6 separate regions of the Mus musculus genome follow, and regions 1, 3, 4, 5 and 6 are each linked to region 2. The links are chromatin contacts, called in public HiChIP or PLAC-seq maps. All regions are on one chromosome and are shown on one strand. The core of a region is the stretch at or near the end of the contact, and the rest is flanking DNA. Distances in the headings are between cores, read along the strand shown. Region 1 overlaps Kat7 (K(lysine) acetyltransferase 7). Region 2 holds the start of Ppp1r9b (protein phosphatase 1, regulatory subunit 9B). Region 3 holds the start of Xylt2 (xylosyltransferase II). Region 4 holds the start of Eme1 (essential meiotic structure-specific endonuclease 1). Region 5 overlaps Kat7 (K(lysine) acetyltransferase 7). Region 6 has its middle 3.4 kb from the start of Gm11541.

Region 1 (2,700 bases), core at 126-2,625, 300 kb before region 2:
CAGTAGGCCCTGCCTCAAAACGTAAACCTGACTACATCTCAGATTGCCTGCTCTGGAGGAAAATAGTGCATGAGGGTACACATCGGGATCTTCACGGCAGCTCCATTTGGAAGCATTTGTTTAATAAAATGAAATGGTAAAGCCAGACTTGTCAAAATCTCACTTCCTAGGTGTGCATGTTCTTCCTGGAAATTAAGTTTTCCCTCCTTTAACAGGACATCTTACAGGAAAGCACGAGAGACATTTCTCCATCTCAGGATGCCCGCTGTATCATAACCTCTCAGCTGACGAATGCAAGGTAACGTGTGCTCCTTCATTCAGGGTGTATTCAAGTGCTTGCGACGTGACCCGCACTTTGCTAAGCACTCTGGGTACAGCGTTGAGCCTGGGGAACAAGGTCTGTTCTTACATGTCAGTGGAGGAAGCAATGGAAAGAAGGGTTTGGTTTGGTTTGGTTTTTTTAACTCCACGAACAAATAAAAGGATTGTACTATGTAGTGAGTGTTGGGGAAGGAGTTAATAGGGAGATTTATCTTTAGAGTATCGGGATTTTCTCCACTGCCGCATTCATTTCCTTGGTAACTGAAGTCATATCCTGCCAGGGCGCATCCTTTCAGAATGTGCGTAGATAGTTGAGCCTACCGCTCCACCTCAGGCTTTCTTAACAAATCCGTGAAGTTGTTTTGCTTTTTCATAATTTTCTGATGTCCCTCTTGTTTGTTTCTGCATATCCTGTTCCTCTTGATTTCTGTCAGTCACACCTGTTCTTGGCTAGTTCTTTTAATTTTCCTAAATAACCTTCGGGACTTGGATGATGTGTTTGAGACTAGAGCCTCGGGTCTTCTTTTGTGCATTCCTGTGTAGGTTACTGCTCCCAAGGATGGAACCACAGGTAATTATGGGGAAGCAAGAATTGCAAATAGTAATTAAGTAGACTCAGGGAGTCTTTGGACAAGTTTTCCAAACTAAATGCTTTGACTGCACCAAAGTGTTACTTGCTTTTTTTGTTGTTCTTTTGCTCACACACAAGGCCTGGGTCACAGGTTTTATGCTTGTATGAGCAAGTCTCATTTGGAAAAGAATTCAATTTCCTGTTCTCCTTGCTACAGGAACTTGTTCTAATATACAAGGTCTCTGGGCGGGGCTGGGAGACTATTTCTTCACACGTTTAAATTTTCACCAAATAAAACGTGAAATGCTTACATGTATTTTTCTGCCAAAGACCCTGCTTTTTGTCTTCATTCCAGGTCTTTGTGTATGAGACAGCTTGCCTTCTGTGTCAGCTCTTCCTGTTGTCTTTTTACTGTCTTAGGCTGGATGAGTGCAAGCATGACTGTGTTAGCACCTGATTCAGACGCTGACCAAACACTTGGACTTCTTCCCCTGAAAAATAACTGTCACGGTTATTGTGACAGTGGTTTCAGAATGCTCCTCTACCGCTTGTCTCTAAACATCTGATAGTGCTTCGCTTTGCATCAGTCTTCTTGAATCATGGCCTGAAGTAATGTCTATACCTTAAGTACCTTAAGCAGTTTGAGAAATTTCAGACCAGGGGAAAAAAATTGCGAATAAAGAAGGCATTTCTGTTATAAAGTTTTACTTCTGCCCTGTATGGGGAAGTGAGACTGGTGTCAGCCGTGCTTTACTACTGGGCCATGTGCTTGCAGGAAAGCACTAGAGATGAGAGCCTGAGACAAGCTAGCTGCCTCCCTAGCCTCAGGAAGTTCTTCAGTTCTAAACTTCCTGCGTGTGAATGATCGCTCTCATATTTCCCAGTAAACCTTTCAATTGTCTTTCATTTTTTTGTGGATGCAGGCAACTTTTTGTGGATAGCAAAGGATTCAGTGACTAAGATAAAAATCAAAAGATAAAAGACACTTGCAACCAAGGAGTTTACATTCCCATGGGAAACCTGTATATTAATATCCATTTATGTTGTGATAGACACCATGAAAAACCAATAGAGAAAGAGAGGGACTGTGCTCAAAGGGAGGCTAACATACTGCTTTTGCTAGAGGAGGTCAAGAAAGCCATATGAGATTGACATAGGATTTAGATGTTTACGGTGTCATAGTAGCAGGGGATAAAGAATCGAGTGGGGAGAGCTAAAGGAGACAGAATAGTAAGTGCCGTGGCCGTGAGCTGGGGATGACAGGGTTTGAAGGTAGACTGTATGATTGGAGCACCATGGGAAATGAAGGCGGAGGATTGAGATCATAAAGGATCAAAATGTTCAGCACAGGACTATGTTTTGTTCCGATGGCAGTTGGAAGCATTTAGAGGGTGCAGGCAGAAGAAGAATGTGTCTGAAGCAACAACTACTTAACTTGTAGAGAACAACTGCAGGAGAAAGAGATGACACCCAATAGGTGCATTGGAAACATGCTTAGAAGTTCTTGCTGTAAATGATAGCTTAGACCAGTGTGTTATTGGTAAAATGTCGAAGATAAGATTAAATTCGGGATATGTTCTGAAGGAGAGGAAGCTACTAGGAGATAGGAGAAAAAGAAATGAAAGATTCCAAGTTTTTGAATGCTCACCTGTTGAGATAGTAGTGGAGAGATGTTGAGTGTAGCAGACGTGGGAGATCTATTGGTTATTCCACTTGAGCCTGCTCAGTGATGCAACCCAGGAGGCTGATAGATGCAGGGTGTCAGTTCCCAGAAGGGGAAGTGACACTGAGGAGAGCAGTGTGCTTTC
Region 2 (2,700 bases), core at 200-2,699:
GGCCCGGCCATTGTCCACCCCCCTCTCTAGCGTCGCCACTGACGCCGCCGCCTCCTCCTCGGGGACCGCTTCGGCCTTGGGTTCCTCGGGTGCAGGGCTGGCTGTGGTGGCCGGGGTGCTGCCATTCTCCAAGGCTGCATGGACCGTCACCTCGGCCTGGATCACTTCCCCGGGAGCCGACTCGGCCTCAGACTCCCCACTTTCTTCAACCTCCACCGGCTTGATCTTGCGCACCTCCCGCGGCTTAGGCGGAGGTCGGGCAGGGGCCACCCGGTGCTGTGGGGGCTGCTGCCCTCCGGGGCCACGCTCCTTCTCGGTCGCGCCATCCCCCGACGGGGCGGGAGGCGGCGGCGGTGGCTGGAACACCCGGGACCGCTTAGTGACCAGCTTCGAGTTGACCTGGGGCGCCCCGGCTGCCCGAGGGGGGCCGGGTGCACGGTGAAGGCCGGTCCTCGAGTCGGCTTTCTCGAAGACCGCACTGAGCTGGCTGACCGTCGGCGACACGGCGTCAGCATCCAGCTTGTCCAGCGCCTCGGTGCTGCCGTTAAAGCGCACCACGACGTCCAGCTTCCGGTCCTGCAGGCCGGCGCGCTCCTGCCTCAGCAGCCGCCGCGCCACGGCCTCCTTGTCGCCACCCGAGGCCGCGGGGACGCTCCGTTCGAACAGCTTCCGCGTCTCCTGCAGCCGGGACGGCGGGTGCGGCGGAGGAGCGGGCTGCGCCGAGGGCGCGGGCTTGGAGTCGAAGCGGCTCACGCGCTCCGACACACTGGTGCCCAGCTTGAGCAGGGCACTGTGGTCTACGTTCTCGTTCAGGCTGCTGGCCCGCGGCAGGGACAGGCGCACCCCGCGATCGGACGCCCGTGGGGCCTCGGCCATGCCTGCGCCTCCGCCTGCCTCACCCGGCGGCCCCGCGGTGGTGCCCATCTGCAGGAACATACTTTTGATGCGGTGGACGTTGGAGCCATATTTCTTATGGTGGGCCGCCTTGGGTGCCTCGTCGGGCCCGGGTGCATCGGGAGGCTTTAGTGCCTGGATGCCCGCTTCGTAGGCGCTGCGGTGCGGGGAGGCGCTCCGGAGGGGACCCCCGGGCCCCCGAGGCTCCGTCTTCATCATGGTTGGGGGAGCCGGGTTCGCATCCCCCTGCTCCCCGCTGCCCCCCTCCAGCAGGCGGCTGGCCAAGTCGGGACCACCGCCCCCTCCCCCCAAAGAAAGAAATCCCGAAAGGCCTTCTATAGAGTCCCCCAGAAACCAAGCTGCCAAAAAACAGTTAACCCTGCTTTAAAAAAAAAAAATCTCCGAGCGCCCTGTGTGGGTCGCCTCCCCCAACCAAGCTGCCAAAGACAGCCAGCCCCCTTCGAAAGCTCTAGCGGCCTGGTGCGGTCGCCCCCACCCAAATTGAAGAAGCGGAGGCTGGCTGGAGCTGCTGGGACCGCGCGCCCAGCCCGCGAAGCAGCGGCCACGGCACCGGCTCACATCCTCCGAGGCGGTGTCAGCGGCGCTGGCGGCGCAGGCGCCCCCTACTCCGGCCGGGGGCCTTGGCTCTCGGGGTGCCCGGCATCCCCGCGCCCGTGGCTGCTCCGCTGACCCGGGCCGCTCCGCCGCGCCTCCCTCCCTCCCTCCCTCCCCCCCGCGCCCCGAGCCTCGGTCTTTCTCTAGCTCTGCCCGAACCGCGGCTGCCGGAGACCGAGCGGCTGCCCTTCTCGCCGCCGCCGCTGGGGGACTGGTACCACTGGGTCCTAAAGGGATCGGATTTCCGGGGCCGGAGCCTGTGAGCCCTCCCCTTCCCTTCCACCCTGTCGCCTGGTCTCTCCTACTCATAGTTGGCGGACAGCCTTCCGCAGCTTCACCGACCTTGGCTATTCTTCTTCAGCCCTCCCATCCCAAACTCGGCTTTTCACAATCCACTTAGGCGTCCCCTCATTTAACCCTGGGGGCGGGGAGCCATCCAGCCACAGCAGGAACTGGCCTTCTCCTCCCACAAAGTGAAGGGGTTCTGTGGGGAGGGCCCTTAATCATTTCTCTAAAGGTCCTTAGAGTGTTCAGGGGTACCAGCAACAAAACTTTTGGGTGCTAGATCAAAGTACATAATTTCTAGCTCCTTCCCAAAGGTGAAGGGGAATCTCAGAGGCGGAACCTGGGATTCTTCATTTTAACAATTCCCCATAGGAATTTTTTTTTTTTCATCTTTCAGAATGTAAAACTTGGGCCCAGCAATCTTTGTGGTGCTCTGTCCGGAGGAGAAATGAAGAAAGGGACAGGGTTGGGGGTTACATCACCCATATGGCAGGAGATTACCAAAGATGCTTTTTTGCCTTGGGAAGTCTTAAAATGACGTTGTTCACCTACCCCTTTGGGGAGAGGTATAGAATCCTGGCCTTCATAACCTGCCAGAAAAGATCTCTGAAACAGGAAGGTTTGTAAGGTGTTGGGGGAGGTTGGAAGGAATGATTCTAGAGTCCCAGGGCTAAAGTTTCCCTATTGAGAGTTCTACGTTGGGTCTCAGACTTAGAGGATTCTGGTCACTTGTGTGCAAGCGTGTTTGTGTGTGTGTGTACCCTACAAATCCCACCTTGAAAACTCAGCTTCTTTAGAGCTCCTTCATTCCTCACATACACAACAAGGGGCCTTGTTATGCCCGTTATCCTTCCCCAATCTAGCAGTGAGGATCCGTCCAATATTCAGTCAGGTCTAGATGTGTAG
Region 3 (2,805 bases), core at 149-2,648, 310 kb after region 2:
AATACTACCACTCCAGGCTTTTTATGTAGGTGCTGGGGACTGAACTTGGGTCCTCACTGAGCCATCTCTTACAGTGGTTCCAAAATCTTCTTTATAACCTTATCACCCTTCCATTCCACGGATGTATAAATTCTTTATGATGCCTTGGGCCTGTTATCCTAGCACTCTGGAAGTGGAGGCGGGTAGATCAGAAGTTCAAGGTCAACCTCAGCTGTATTTTGCTGGCCTGGGATACACGAGACACTATCTCAGACAAACGAAGACAAACTTCTGTTTTGCACTTGGGAGGTAATGATGGGAGAGTCAAGAATTAAAAGCTACTGTAGACAATAAATACTTTACCAAGTTGGTGAGAGTCCTAGTGTAAGGCAGATCAGGCCAGGTAGCACAGCAAGGCAACTGGATCAAATAGCTCGCTTGTTTGTTTACTTAAAATGTGAAGCGTTTCTGCTGTGGGTTTTGTTGCCTCTAGTCACCTTGCTCTGGCAGGCACCTTCTTACCTCCTTCCACTGCCCACCGTGGTCTGCTGGGATCAGGTGAGGCCCCGGGTGTGTTTAGTCCTTACTGGACACGGCTCTTGAACACGCCAGAAAGCAGTATGGTCAACCAGGTGGGTTCTCTCAGCTCCCTACTCTCCTAACATTTACTGAGCTTTAAAGCTGAGGGCCAAGGCTTCAATGGCGAACGAGGCACGTTCGCAGAGAAATTACCACCAGATGCTTAAATTGTGCTAGCGAGGCACAAGCCAAGATGTCACTGATGGGGTGGAGCGAAAACAGCATATGCTAAGGTCTGGTGGGTCTCCAAGCGTGATCCCAGAGCAGCAGCAGCAGCGGAACTTGTTGAAAAATTTAATTCTCGGAGGTTCTAAACTCCAGGAGTGAGAACTGGCGCTGTTTTTTAAATCATCTTCCAGGAGATTCTGACGTAAGCTAGAAGTTGAGAGCCACAACACCAGCAGAGGCCTGAGGATGCTTGGGATGAGAGGTTGCAGAGTGGCAAGTCAATTTCGTGAAGAGCCTCAGAAGTCAGTCAAGGGCCTATGCTTTGTCTTCAGGGATGCGGCCTTCAGATTTTAGGCAGGGCAGGTGGTACTCACACGTCTTGAGAGTGCCAGCATTTCCCAGGGGTGGGGGCCAGCTGACTCCCCCTCCCCCCATGCCCTGCGACACCAGAGCGGTCAGGCCGCAGATCCTCCGCACTCCGGGACAATGCTTTTGCGGTCAGGAAATGATTCTTCCACAGGCAGACACTCATAGAGATGTGGAAAAGACCCCAAGCACAAGACTCAAACCTTGGAGACAGAAACGAGCGGACCGCCTACTGCCCCACGCCCAGCCCACGAGAGGGTGGGGCCTCGGGCCCCGCCCTTTGCCCGCCCATCTGGGCGGAGTGAGGAGGGACTCCGGGGCCCCGCGCCTGTGCGCACGCCCGCGGCCGGTTTGCAGGGCCGGACGCGCGCCCCGCGTCCCGGGCAGGAAGATGGTGGCGAGCGCGCGGGTGCAGAAGCTGGTGCGGCGCTACAAGCTGGCGATCGCCACCGCACTGGCCATCCTGCTGCTGCAGGGCCTGGTGGTGTGGAGCTTCAGCGGCCTGGAGGAGGACGAGCCGGGCGAGGTGCTCCGACGGCCGTGCGGGCGGGCAGGCCGGGCGCGGGGGCGCGCGGGGTCCTGGCGGGGCTGCGGGCGGCCCCGGCCAGGCAAGTGGGGCACGGGCCGCGTGCGAGCAAGGCGCAGGCAGCCTGCTGGAGCCCAGCCTCCGGTCCCCAACGCTCCCTTTACTGGAGGGCCTGGCTGGCTGCGTGAGGGAGCGGTGCGTGACTCGGAGGTCGAGGCGGCCGGCGAACTGGGGGGCGCGAAGGGATGAGCGGGACATGGTGGGATGGTCTCCGTCCCGGGGAACGATGAAGGTCAGGCTCGGGGATCTGGGCTGGGAGGAGCGACTGGGCCCCAGCCTGCTCGGAGGTGGGGAGCCTCAGGCCAAACTTTCTGAAGTTGGGAGGGGGCGGTGGTGTACGTGCTGTGGGCGGAAGAGTGGGGGCCAAGGGACCCTGGGCATTCGTGTTGAGCTGCGCCTGAGAAGCAGCGACTGGTGGTGAAGTGGAGCTCAGGGGGTGGAATTATGGCCTGTGACAAAGTGTATACACGGGAATAGAGTGAACAGGAGTCACCCCAAGGGAAAAAAAATACTGAAGTGTTCTCAAGGCGTGGCTTTCTCAGCCAGGGAAGAACCCTGGTGGATCTTCAGGAGGGGATGGGAATGGAAGGTGAACTGTTGAGTTGGCCTCAGGACATCAAAGGAGGAAAGAGGCATCTCTGGCTCTGGGGTAATGGAGGAGCAGCTGTGAGCTCCAGACCCTGACCCCAGGGATCTGCTTTCTCTTCACTGGTGCTTTTAGTTGCAGACTCAGACACACCCTCCTGGTTGTGTGGTTAGGAGGGGTCCAGTGGGGTCTAGGTCCGTTCTGGAAAGGTGGGGAGGGTCAGTCAAATCAAAGCCCTAAACTGTGGACAGAGATTAGGGGTTCTTGCTTCTGCCCCCCGCCCCCTTGTCCCTGTGTCTCCAAGGCTTCGGGACAGAGGCTCTCTTGTCACATCCTTTTGGGCTTTACCTGGTAGGGTGAAGAAGGCATGGAGCCTAGAAGCCTTCCCTTCCTGCACCTGGTCAGTCCCAAAGACCTGGTGTGGAGACTGGGAGAAGAGCTGCTCTTCCAGTTTTGGGGAGAATCAAGATGCTGAGGGGGTGAGGAGAGGAGGAACTTGGGACCGTCAGCGACTCCAGAAGGCGCCGAAGCCCGTCCTGGG
Region 4 (2,700 bases), core at 67-2,566, 340 kb after region 2:
CCAGCAATGGAATGGAATCCCCTCCCCCCTCTCCTGTAGCCCATGAAGACCTTGAACTTGCAATCCTCAGGCCTTTACTTCACATATAACCGAGGTTACAGGCATGCACTTCCTGGCTTCACCCACTCACTTACTGGTGATTGGTGTTTTGCTTTTGCCTACATTGTTTCACTCATATGTCTCTGCTCTTGTGAAAAACAAGACTTTACAGATGACTCTCTTCCCTCATTTTACAGAGCAGTAAGACTTGTGGAATCTATATCTTCAGAACAGACAGATGTCATATTCACCCACTACCCTCCAGCTTCTCTACCAACACCACTAATATCTGGGCCAAATGATCTATCCTATAGCAAGTCTTGCAGATGGTTTTCTGTGTAGGTTATTTTATTTTATTTTATTTTATGTTATTTTATTTATTTATAGCTTTTGAGTCTGTGACCCAGGCTGGCCTTGGATCTGATGAAATCTTCCTGCCCCAGGCTCCTAAGTGCAGGGATTATAGGCACTACTATTCCTGGTCCCACTTGGTTTCATTTTCATTTATTTATTTGCACCCAGTCTGCCTCCTCTTAATTGGCTCCTCAAAACTGTAAAACCGAGTCAAGTCATTTTCTTGCCTTCTGTCTACACAGGTTTGGTTGGGTCTGTCTCTTTTAGGTCTAAATTGCTATCCCTTCAAGAGACTTCCTTGGTCCCCTAATCTAAGACTCTTCACAATACTATTCGAGATTACAACTAAGTTACTCACGTGTTTACTGGCTGAACTCACAAGGCGTTAGAAACCATGTTTATGCTGGTACTCTGAGCAGTGTCTCACCAGACCTAAGCGTTGGTCATGGTCATAGACATCTGAAATACCAGCTCTAAGACGGCAAACTACACAGTGGGAACCTACCTCAAAAGCGAGGAAAGGAAAAAAGCTAAGTCTTGAATATCAATTAAATGTTTTGAACTTAGTCTTCTTCAAATCCGGAGGGATCCACATAAACCCAGAGGGGACAGAGCTTCTGGAGTAACTATCCAACGGGCTTTCATTCTGCACTCCCACCCTCCGCAAGCACCGCCCACAACGTGTCACGTGACCGGAGACAGTCGCCCTCCAAAGGTCCGGAGCCCCTCACTTCTTCCCCGTATCTAGGTTCACCATGGGCTCCAGTTTCCATCTCCCAGCCTCCCTGCTGTCTCGCCTCGCAATAGCCACAGTGCTGAGCTACCTGCTGCCCGCGTCCTCAGCGTAAGCGCCGCCGCCGCCATATTTGCTTCACGTTCACTTCCAGGCTGGGAAGTCTGCTTCCGCTACCGGGATAGATCTACTTCCGGGTCTTGCGGACAATTCAAAGAGTGGCGGGAGCAGTAGCAGGTGAGCCCAGATCTCTTGGGGTTTATGGCCGGGACCTCCGGCGACTTCTGCAGTGGACCGTGGGCCCCAGAGACAAGGAGTGTGGCCAGCACGGACGTTTGTCCCACTCCAGGAACCACACGAAGGTCCCTAGGGAGGGACCAGGGTGAGGCTCAGCTAGATTCTGTGCTAGACTGGTTGTAGATGCACAATTTCATTTAATTCCTTACAAACCTAAGTTACTGGTATTATGTTAAATTGAGATCCAGGAAGACTGCAAAGATTATCAGTCACTAATTATTGTTGAAAGAATGATTCTTGCGTGTAACCCAGCAGTTCCAGGCAGACTTAAGTGTACGCACAAGAGAACTGTGAAAACATACTCGTTCAAAATATTTGTACGTGAATGTCTGTAGCAACATTATCCGTAACAGCCAAGAAAGGGGAGCAGGCTAACCGTCCATCAAGCAATAAATGCGTAAACAAAATGTGACATAGCCACACAGTGGAATATTATTCAGCTATAAAAAATGAGGCAGTACTGGTGCATAGTATGGCCACAGAAGGACCCTGAAAGCATGACTGCGAAAGACACCAGTCACCAAAGGCACATACGGTGTGCTTTTATGAAATATACAGAACCTGTAAATCCATAGAGACAATGGATCTTATTTTATTTTTAGATGCTGGGAGAGAGAAAGAACTTGTTTTTTTGTGTGTGGGGGCTTTTTTTTTTTTTCTTAATTTTTAAATAAATAAATAAATGCCAGGTGGTGGTGGCGCATGCCTTTAATCCCAGCACTTGGGAGGCAGAGGCAGGCGGATTTCTGAGTTCTCAGCCAGTCTGGTCTACAAAGTGAGTTCCAGGACAGCCAGGGCTATCTATACAGAGAAACCCTGTCTCAGAAAAAAAAAAAAAAAAAAAATGGTTATAGAAATACCCTTGCTTTTGAGAAGTCTCACTGTATCAAGTAGGCTGGCCTTGAACTCAAAATATCCCCCTCTGTAGCCTCCCAATAGGTGGGATTGCAGTTGTGTGCCAGCATGCCCAGTTTGTAGGATTTCTCTTTGTGATGATGGAGACATTCGGGAGTAAGAGGAGGGTAATGCTGACACAGCACAGACATACGGAGCCCCATCAGTCTGAGTGAATGATTTCTTTATCTGTTAACTGTACTAAGGCTGGGGCCTAACGTTCATGTAGGGCTCTCTATGTGCTAAGCAAGCACTCTACCGCTGCTACTCCAACACCTAAAGGATAGTTTTGAGTACTATACACTATGTGAATTGTAAGGGGAGTTTTTTCCTGTGTGTGGACATGAGCGTACATGGGTGTGTGCATAGGCATGCTTTCCACT
Region 5 (2,700 bases), core at 49-2,548, 280 kb before region 2:
TTTTTAGTTACCTACACATCATAAGCATAAATGAATAATGATTTCAGTTCTCATTGAAGACAGAATAGGAATATAAAGAGGAAACTTTGCAAATCTAAAAATAATAACATCTTGTACTTTAAGTATGTTATTAGGACTTAGGTGAATCTGTTGCTAGTCATTTTGGAATCTTTTTTAAAGCGTATTGGTTGCATGTGTATAATGGTTGCTTCCTTATTCTTCACAGGACCTGATAGATGAGTGGATAGCCAAAGAGGCCAAAAGGTCCAACTCCAACAAAACCATGGATCCAAGCTGCTTAAAATGGACCCCTCCCAAGGGCACTTAAAGTGACCTATCATTCCGAGCCAGCGAGCCCCAGCAGTAGGAATCCGTACCCTAGGGATCTGTCTGTCATTTCTGTTGCTCTTGTGATTGGCAAGTACAGTATCCTTTGGGAAGGCCACCCCCTCAGCACTGTTCTGGCTCCAGCCTTCGTGTACACTGCAGACACTAGTTCTGAGGAACTGTTGTTTCGGCCTCAGTGAGGTTGCCTGGACGGATCTGTATGAGGCTCGAGTACAGATCCCTCATAGCACTGACCCAAGGAGTTGTGTTATGGTACTGTACCTGTCCAGTCACTGGTTCCCACCTCATGCTTTTTAACTCCGAGGTTTGTTGTGTCCTGACCTTTGTGCTAGTGCTTTTTCCTGCCTGGATAGCAGACCTCCAAACATGGTTGCCACCAAAGGGCCCTTTCCAGTTACTTCTAACACATTCTTCATGAAGGGGTGGGCAAGAGGCAGCGCCTGTGCGTGTCTGCTGGGAGGGTCCGCTCACCATGGGTTTCATCTCGCAGTCACTCATTTTTCTCCCTTTTTGTCAAAAGACTTACTACCTTTGATCAGGATCAGGCTGCCCAGAGCTAGGAACGCCTGGCATTTCCCAGGGGTTCACAGGCCTGGTCCATCTGCGTGAGATGGTGAAGCCTAAGAGGTGGTCCCATGCTTTCCTTTGTATTTACTTGTGGACACTGGGGCAGCATTGTGTAGAAGGAAATGAGGAATTCTTTGCCACAGCAGAAAATGCCCCCACTTTTTTTTCTGCCCCCTTTTATGTTGGTAGTTGCCAAAATATTTTAACAGTCTTTTTTCATACATTAAATGACCACCCTGTGGATCTTTCCACACCTGCCTCTGCCAGTCTGGTGTAGGGCAGCTCTACTTTCCACACAAGTTGCACTGATCTTGTCCAGAGCTTCCTGGGAGAAGTGGAAACTGGTTGAAATGCTTGTGTTTCTCAGCCCATGACTCAGCAAGACAGGGTGGCCACTCTGCTACGGTTTGCTTCGCTCTCAACAGTGCCTCCCTCCCCCAGCAGACTGAAGTGCTTCTGTCTAAGAACTAAGTCCATTCCCTTTCGGGACTTGCCACCATCATCCTGTTCTCTGGGTTCCTATTTTTGGTGGTGTTAAGTGAAGGAAGAAGTGTTCCCTCTAATTTCTCCCTGTCCCAGTATATAACCTGCTATCTTGGGGCAGCTTTTGATGTCTGACATGTCACCCTTCCCAAGTTGGTCTCTTCCAACACTGCTGTCTTCACGTGGCACCCTCTTACCACAACCCTAACTCTGGTCATTTGTGCCTTTCTCTTGTCATCTCTGTACACTACTAATATTCACTGTGGGTTGGGGAGCTGATTTTAAGCATGTTCAGTGGCTCCCCTCCAGTTTCAGTGTAACTGTTAAAATGTATCCAAAAGCCACTTCACTGGGGGTTTTCTTAAGGGGTAAAGGCCTTTTACAGATGCTGAGCCCTCCCCACATGTGGCAGAATGTGCTCTTCTGTATCTACTCAATAAAGCATGTTCTCTGCTCATGTCTGACTGCTCTGAAGCTTGTTTATATGGGAATGGTGTGATTGGCTCAGCACAGTGTTAGCCCTGGGGTTTGGAGCTATGGATTGTTTTCCCCTGTGAAGCAGGTTGTTGACAGAGTGAGTGTTTTCTCTGAACTCACAAGCGGTAAAACAAATTGAGTCTGCCTCCCTTTGGCTCCAGGAAGTCGCTGTGCGCAACAGCAGCTAGCTAGTGTAATTTCATTCATCTGCCTCTGGTTTGGGGCCTTGTCAAGGAACCACTGGGAAGTTAGGGTGGGTTGGGGATGCCATGGAAGCTTGTAGGAGGCAGAACAATGCATTCCTTTCCTCTAAGCGTGCTCACCAGTATCAAGCCAGGCCCTGTCTAATCATCATCCAGCCCAGGTTGTGCCTCTGGAAGTAGCTGCAGTTGTTGCTTGTGTTTGCCCAGGCAGGACCAGCGGGGCGGGGCATTGTCGTCTGGGTGTGGAAAGGGAGCTGTGTTTGCTGGGCTACTTTTGCTCACTGGCAAGGCCTCTTACTGGAGTCGGAAAATGCAGTGGAGAAAAATAACTGCCCTTCTGTTGATCTTAGACCAGGGTTTGCTCAAGTCTCTGTGTTGGAACCATTTGCAGCAGAGGGAGATTTTGTTCTCTCAGTTTGAAGAGTGGAGATGGGTAACATGGACGGTAAGAATTGAATGCCAGGGAGGGAGAGATGATGGTTGCACAGTCCTGATCCTGTCGTTGCTGGGTCTGGTTAGCCACTCAGTGGAGGCTAACTTCATTTGTGTGTGGCAGCCTCATGTGCGCTCAGCACTACTTCCTTTGTCCTTTGTATTAGCTGCGTGCAGCCTGCTCGCACTG
Region 6 (2,700 bases), core at 174-2,673, 280 kb after region 2:
CCAACAAACCGAGTGCTGCTCTGGCCTCAATCCCTGTTGCTGTACTGGGGGTTATCTTTGTTAGAGCACATTAATACTGGCTCAGACAGTATTAATGATCCATTTAGCTGACAGTACAGTCTTCCCCATCCCCATCAAGAAAGAGGACATGCTGGCTAGTTTTATGCCAGCTTGACACAAATATGAGTCATTCTGGAAGGGGTAACCAAATTGAGAAAATACTGCCACCAAATTGGCCTGTGGGCAAGCCCATGGTGCATTTTTTATTTGGGGATTAGTGTGAGAGGTCCCAGTTCACTGTGAGCTGGCATTGCCAGCCCTGGGCTGGTGGTTCTGGGTGCTGTAAGAATACAGGCTTAGCAAGGTGGTGGTAGCACATGCCTTTGATCTCAGCACTTGGAAGGCAGAGGTAGGTGGGTCTCTGTGAGTTTAAGGCCAGCTTGGGGGAAAAGAAGAAGAAGAAGAAGAAGAAGAAGAAGAAGAAGAAGAAGAAGAAGAAGAAGAAGAAGAAGAAGACGACTGGCTAAGCAAACCATGAGCAAGTCAGTAAGCAGCATTCCTCTATGGTCTCTGCTTCAGTTCCTACCCTGACTTCCTTTGAGGATGAACTATGGCCTGAGAGTTTTAAGCTGGAATAAACTCTTTCTCCCCCAAGTCGATTTGGTCATGGTGTTTGGCCACAGCAGTAGAAACCCTAACTAAGAGCTAACCAGGGCCACTCCACTCACTATCAAGTAAGGTGATTATCAACAGCACAGCTCTGCAGTCTAGCCTCTGGTGATGCTAACTCCTGTCCTCTGTTAGAAGGAGGTACAAAGGGACCATAGTCTCTGCACAGTGGCACAGATGCATCACACTATTGATGGTGTCATGCTGCTCAAGCCAGAGAAGGGCAAAGTGGCAAATTCAAGAAAACACTAGGTAAAACAAGTGAGCTGGAGAGAAACCTTGTAAAGATGTGGAAAAACCATGATGATAGGGAAGCCCAGAGGGACCAGGCATGGATGCTCCTCCAAGAAATGGGGGAAACTGCTTCATTTTCTGTCCCCCGTTGTTATAATGGAAGCCCATGGCCAAGCTTGACATCTCCTTCTGATCCACTTACTGGGCAGGACCAGAGGAGGAAAATGCTCTGTGGCAAGCCATGCCTTCTGCCTTTAAGGCCTTATGTATCTAGTGCCCAGCATTTTCTAGCTCTAAAGAGATCTATTATGACTGTTAATCTTGATTTTTTTTTAACTTGATGAGATTTAGAGTCACTCTGGAAACAATTTACTGGGAAAGTCTTTAAGGAATTATCTTGACTTGGTCGTCTGAGGTGAAGTCTTATCCTCGATGTGGATGGTGCTATGCCTAGTGTCTGGGATACTACTGCATAGAAAGGGGAAATCCTGCTTCTCACTTCCTGTCTGTGGATTCACCGTGACTAGCTTCCTCAGGCTCACAACACTATGACTTCCCTGTCGTGATGGACCCTTGAACTATGGAGTCAGCATTATGTGTGTCGGCACAGCACTGAGAGAGTAGCTACTACAGCTGTGATAGGAAGAGATCCCGTTGGAAGTGTTCAGAAAGTACCAGCAGGGAGGAGCCCAGCGTGGCTGCCTGGGTGTGACTTGATGGTGTGACCATCAGTTTAGCATCAGTTCCCAGCATGCATCTGTACTGGCCCAATAACCCCCCCCCCCAACAACAACAACAAAAAGCCAGAACCAACACTATTCACAGAGAAACATGGAAAGAGATTTAAGCTAGGAATTGGCTCTCACAGTTCCTAAGGCTGAGAAATCCCTTGGTGTGCTGGCCCCAAGACAAGTTGGAGAATCAAGGGACTTGGTGACATGATTGTGTATTTGATGATCTGAAAGCCAGGGGACAGAGGTCTTCACTCCATAGCTGCTGTAGACCGGGGACTCAGAGGGGTTGCCAGTATTCTGACACACAAAGCACCAAAATCCAGAAATTTTTCTTAAATATTTATTTATTTATTTTATTGTACATAGAGTACACTGTAGCCATCTTTAGACACACCAGAAGAGGGTATCAGATCTCATTACATATGGTTGTAAGCCATCATGTGGTTGCTGGGATTTGAACTCAGGACCTCTGGAAGAGCAAACAGCCAGTGCTCTTAACTGCTGAGCCATCTCTCTAGCCCAAGAACCAGAATTTTTTTTTTTTTTGAGACAGGGTTTCTCTGTGTAGCCCTGGCTGTCCTGGAACTCACTCTGTAGACCAGGCTGGCCTCGAACTCAGAAATTCACCTGCCTCTGCCTCCCAAGTGCTGGGATCAAAGGCGTGCGCCACCACGCCCGGCTAAGAACCAGAATTTTTTAAAAAAATTATTACATTATTCATTTATTTGTGGGGTGAAGGGCCATATACATATTAAGGTCAGAGGACAACTTGCAGGAGTCAGTTGTCTCCTGCCACCATGTGATCCTGGGGATTGGACTCAGGTCACCAGGCTTGGCAGCAAATGACTCATCTCGTCAGCCTAGAATAAAGGTTTTAATGTCCACAGGAAATGGATGTCCCAGTTAAGAAAAGAGAAAGTTCCCTCTTTTGTTACCTTTTTTTCTGTTTGGCCCTCTGTGTACTAGACAATGATCACCATGTAGGTAGAGGTGGGTCTTCTACATTCAGTTGTCAAATGTTCTTCTCTTCTAGAAACTTCCTTATGGACACACCACAAAATGA

Evidence for each region. HiChIP or PLAC-seq counts read pairs in DNA pulled down with a chosen protein or histone mark.
Region 1: a contact with region 2 is called in an H3K4me3 HiChIP or PLAC-seq map of the 230-238 cell line, with 17 read pairs. The contact joins the enhancer-like site here to the promoter of Ppp1r9b in region 2. A contact is called at or near these places in 5 of 484 Hi-C or Micro-C datasets (B cells, CD8 T cells, Sertoli cells and 2 more), 5 of 115 datasets of contacts at active chromatin or transcription factors (the 230-238 cell line, bone marrow-derived dendritic cells, bone marrow-derived macrophages and 2 more) and 3 of 9 other capture datasets (adipose tissue, liver and pancreatic islet).
Region 3: a FOXA1 HiChIP or PLAC-seq map of pancreatic cancer cells shows a contact between it and region 2. The contact joins the promoter of Xylt2 here to the promoter of Ppp1r9b in region 2. A contact is called at or near these places in 1 of 39 promoter capture datasets (cranial neural crest), 6 of 115 datasets of contacts at active chromatin or transcription factors (the 230-238 cell line, SST interneurons, bone marrow-derived dendritic cells and 3 more) and 1 of 9 other capture datasets (liver).
Region 4: an H3K27ac HiChIP or PLAC-seq map of microglia shows a contact between it and region 2, with 6 times the contacts expected there. The contact joins the promoter of Eme1 here to the promoter of Ppp1r9b in region 2. A contact is called at or near these places in 1 of 39 promoter capture datasets (cranial neural crest), 1 of 484 Hi-C or Micro-C datasets (embryonic stem cells), 9 of 115 datasets of contacts at active chromatin or transcription factors (the 230-238 cell line, the SCID.adh cell line, SST interneurons and 6 more) and 2 of 9 other capture datasets (adipose tissue and liver).
Region 5: an H3K4me3 HiChIP or PLAC-seq map of bone marrow-derived macrophages shows a contact between it and region 2, with 2.8 times the contacts expected there. The contact joins the enhancer-like site here to the promoter of Ppp1r9b in region 2. A contact is called at or near these places in 5 of 39 promoter capture datasets (the C10 cell line, cranial neural crest, embryonic stem cells and 2 more), 1 of 484 Hi-C or Micro-C datasets (natural killer cells), 6 of 115 datasets of contacts at active chromatin or transcription factors (bone marrow-derived dendritic cells, bone marrow-derived macrophages, embryonic stem cells and 3 more) and 4 of 9 other capture datasets (adipose tissue, embryonic stem cells, liver and 1 more).
Region 6: a contact with region 2 is called in an H3K4me3 HiChIP or PLAC-seq map of bone marrow-derived macrophages, with 4 times the contacts expected there. The contact joins the enhancer-like site here to the promoter of Ppp1r9b in region 2. A contact is called at or near these places in 2 of 39 promoter capture datasets (cranial neural crest and stem cell-derived epiblast-like cells), 1 of 15 datasets of contacts at CTCF or cohesin (the NIH/3T3 cell line) and 5 of 115 datasets of contacts at active chromatin or transcription factors (bone marrow-derived dendritic cells, bone marrow-derived macrophages, craniofacial prominence and 2 more).

What each region holds. Positions count from the first base shown.
Region 1 is chr11:95,292,161-95,294,860 of GRCm38.p6, reverse strand. It overlaps Kat7 (K(lysine) acetyltransferase 7), which reads left to right. Exons shown (of 15, transcript NM_001195003.1): 5 at 216-298. Among named protein-coding and RNA genes, the nearest start is that of Kat7, 17 kb to the left of the region's middle. Within about 2 kb of position 1,375, at least 97 of the 459 cell types and tissues checked have an H3K27ac peak or open chromatin away from gene starts, as enhancers often do. A contact at or near this core is called in the 230-238 cell line, B cells, adipose tissue and 3 more, where this site is marked.
Region 2 is chr11:94,989,961-94,992,660 of GRCm38.p6, reverse strand. It overlaps Ppp1r9b (protein phosphatase 1, regulatory subunit 9B), which reads right to left and starts at 1,449. Exons shown (of 10, transcript NM_172261.3): 1 at 1-1,449. The coding sequence starts at 1,113.
Region 3 is chr11:94,676,086-94,678,890 of GRCm38.p6, reverse strand. Xylt2 (xylosyltransferase II) reads left to right here and starts at 1,398. Exons shown (of 11, transcript NM_145828.3): 1 at 1,398-1,618. The coding sequence starts at 1,484.
Region 4 is chr11:94,652,359-94,655,058 of GRCm38.p6, reverse strand. It overlaps Eme1 (essential meiotic structure-specific endonuclease 1), which reads left to right and starts at 1,316. Exons shown (of 9, transcript NM_177752.5): 1 at 1,316-1,363. It overlaps Mrpl27 (mitochondrial ribosomal protein L27), which reads right to left and starts at 1,268. Exons shown (of 4, transcript NM_053161.2): 1 at 1,218-1,268. The coding sequence starts at 1,257.
Region 5 is chr11:95,273,414-95,276,113 of GRCm38.p6, reverse strand. Kat7 (K(lysine) acetyltransferase 7) reads left to right here. Exons shown (of 15, transcript NM_001195003.1): 15 at 227-2,700. The coding sequence ends at 328. Among named protein-coding and RNA genes, the nearest start is that of Tac4, 13 kb to the right of the region's middle. Within about 2 kb of position 1,298, at least 44 of the 459 cell types and tissues checked have an H3K27ac peak or open chromatin away from gene starts, as enhancers often do. A contact at or near this core is called in bone marrow-derived dendritic cells, bone marrow-derived macrophages and embryonic stem cells, where this site is marked.
Region 6 is chr11:94,706,589-94,709,288 of GRCm38.p6, reverse strand. No RefSeq gene overlaps it. Among named protein-coding and RNA genes, the nearest start is that of Gm11541, 3.4 kb to the right of the region's middle. Within about 2 kb of position 1,423, at least 8 of the 459 cell types and tissues checked have an H3K27ac peak or open chromatin away from gene starts, as enhancers often do. A contact at or near this core is called in bone marrow-derived macrophages, where this site is marked.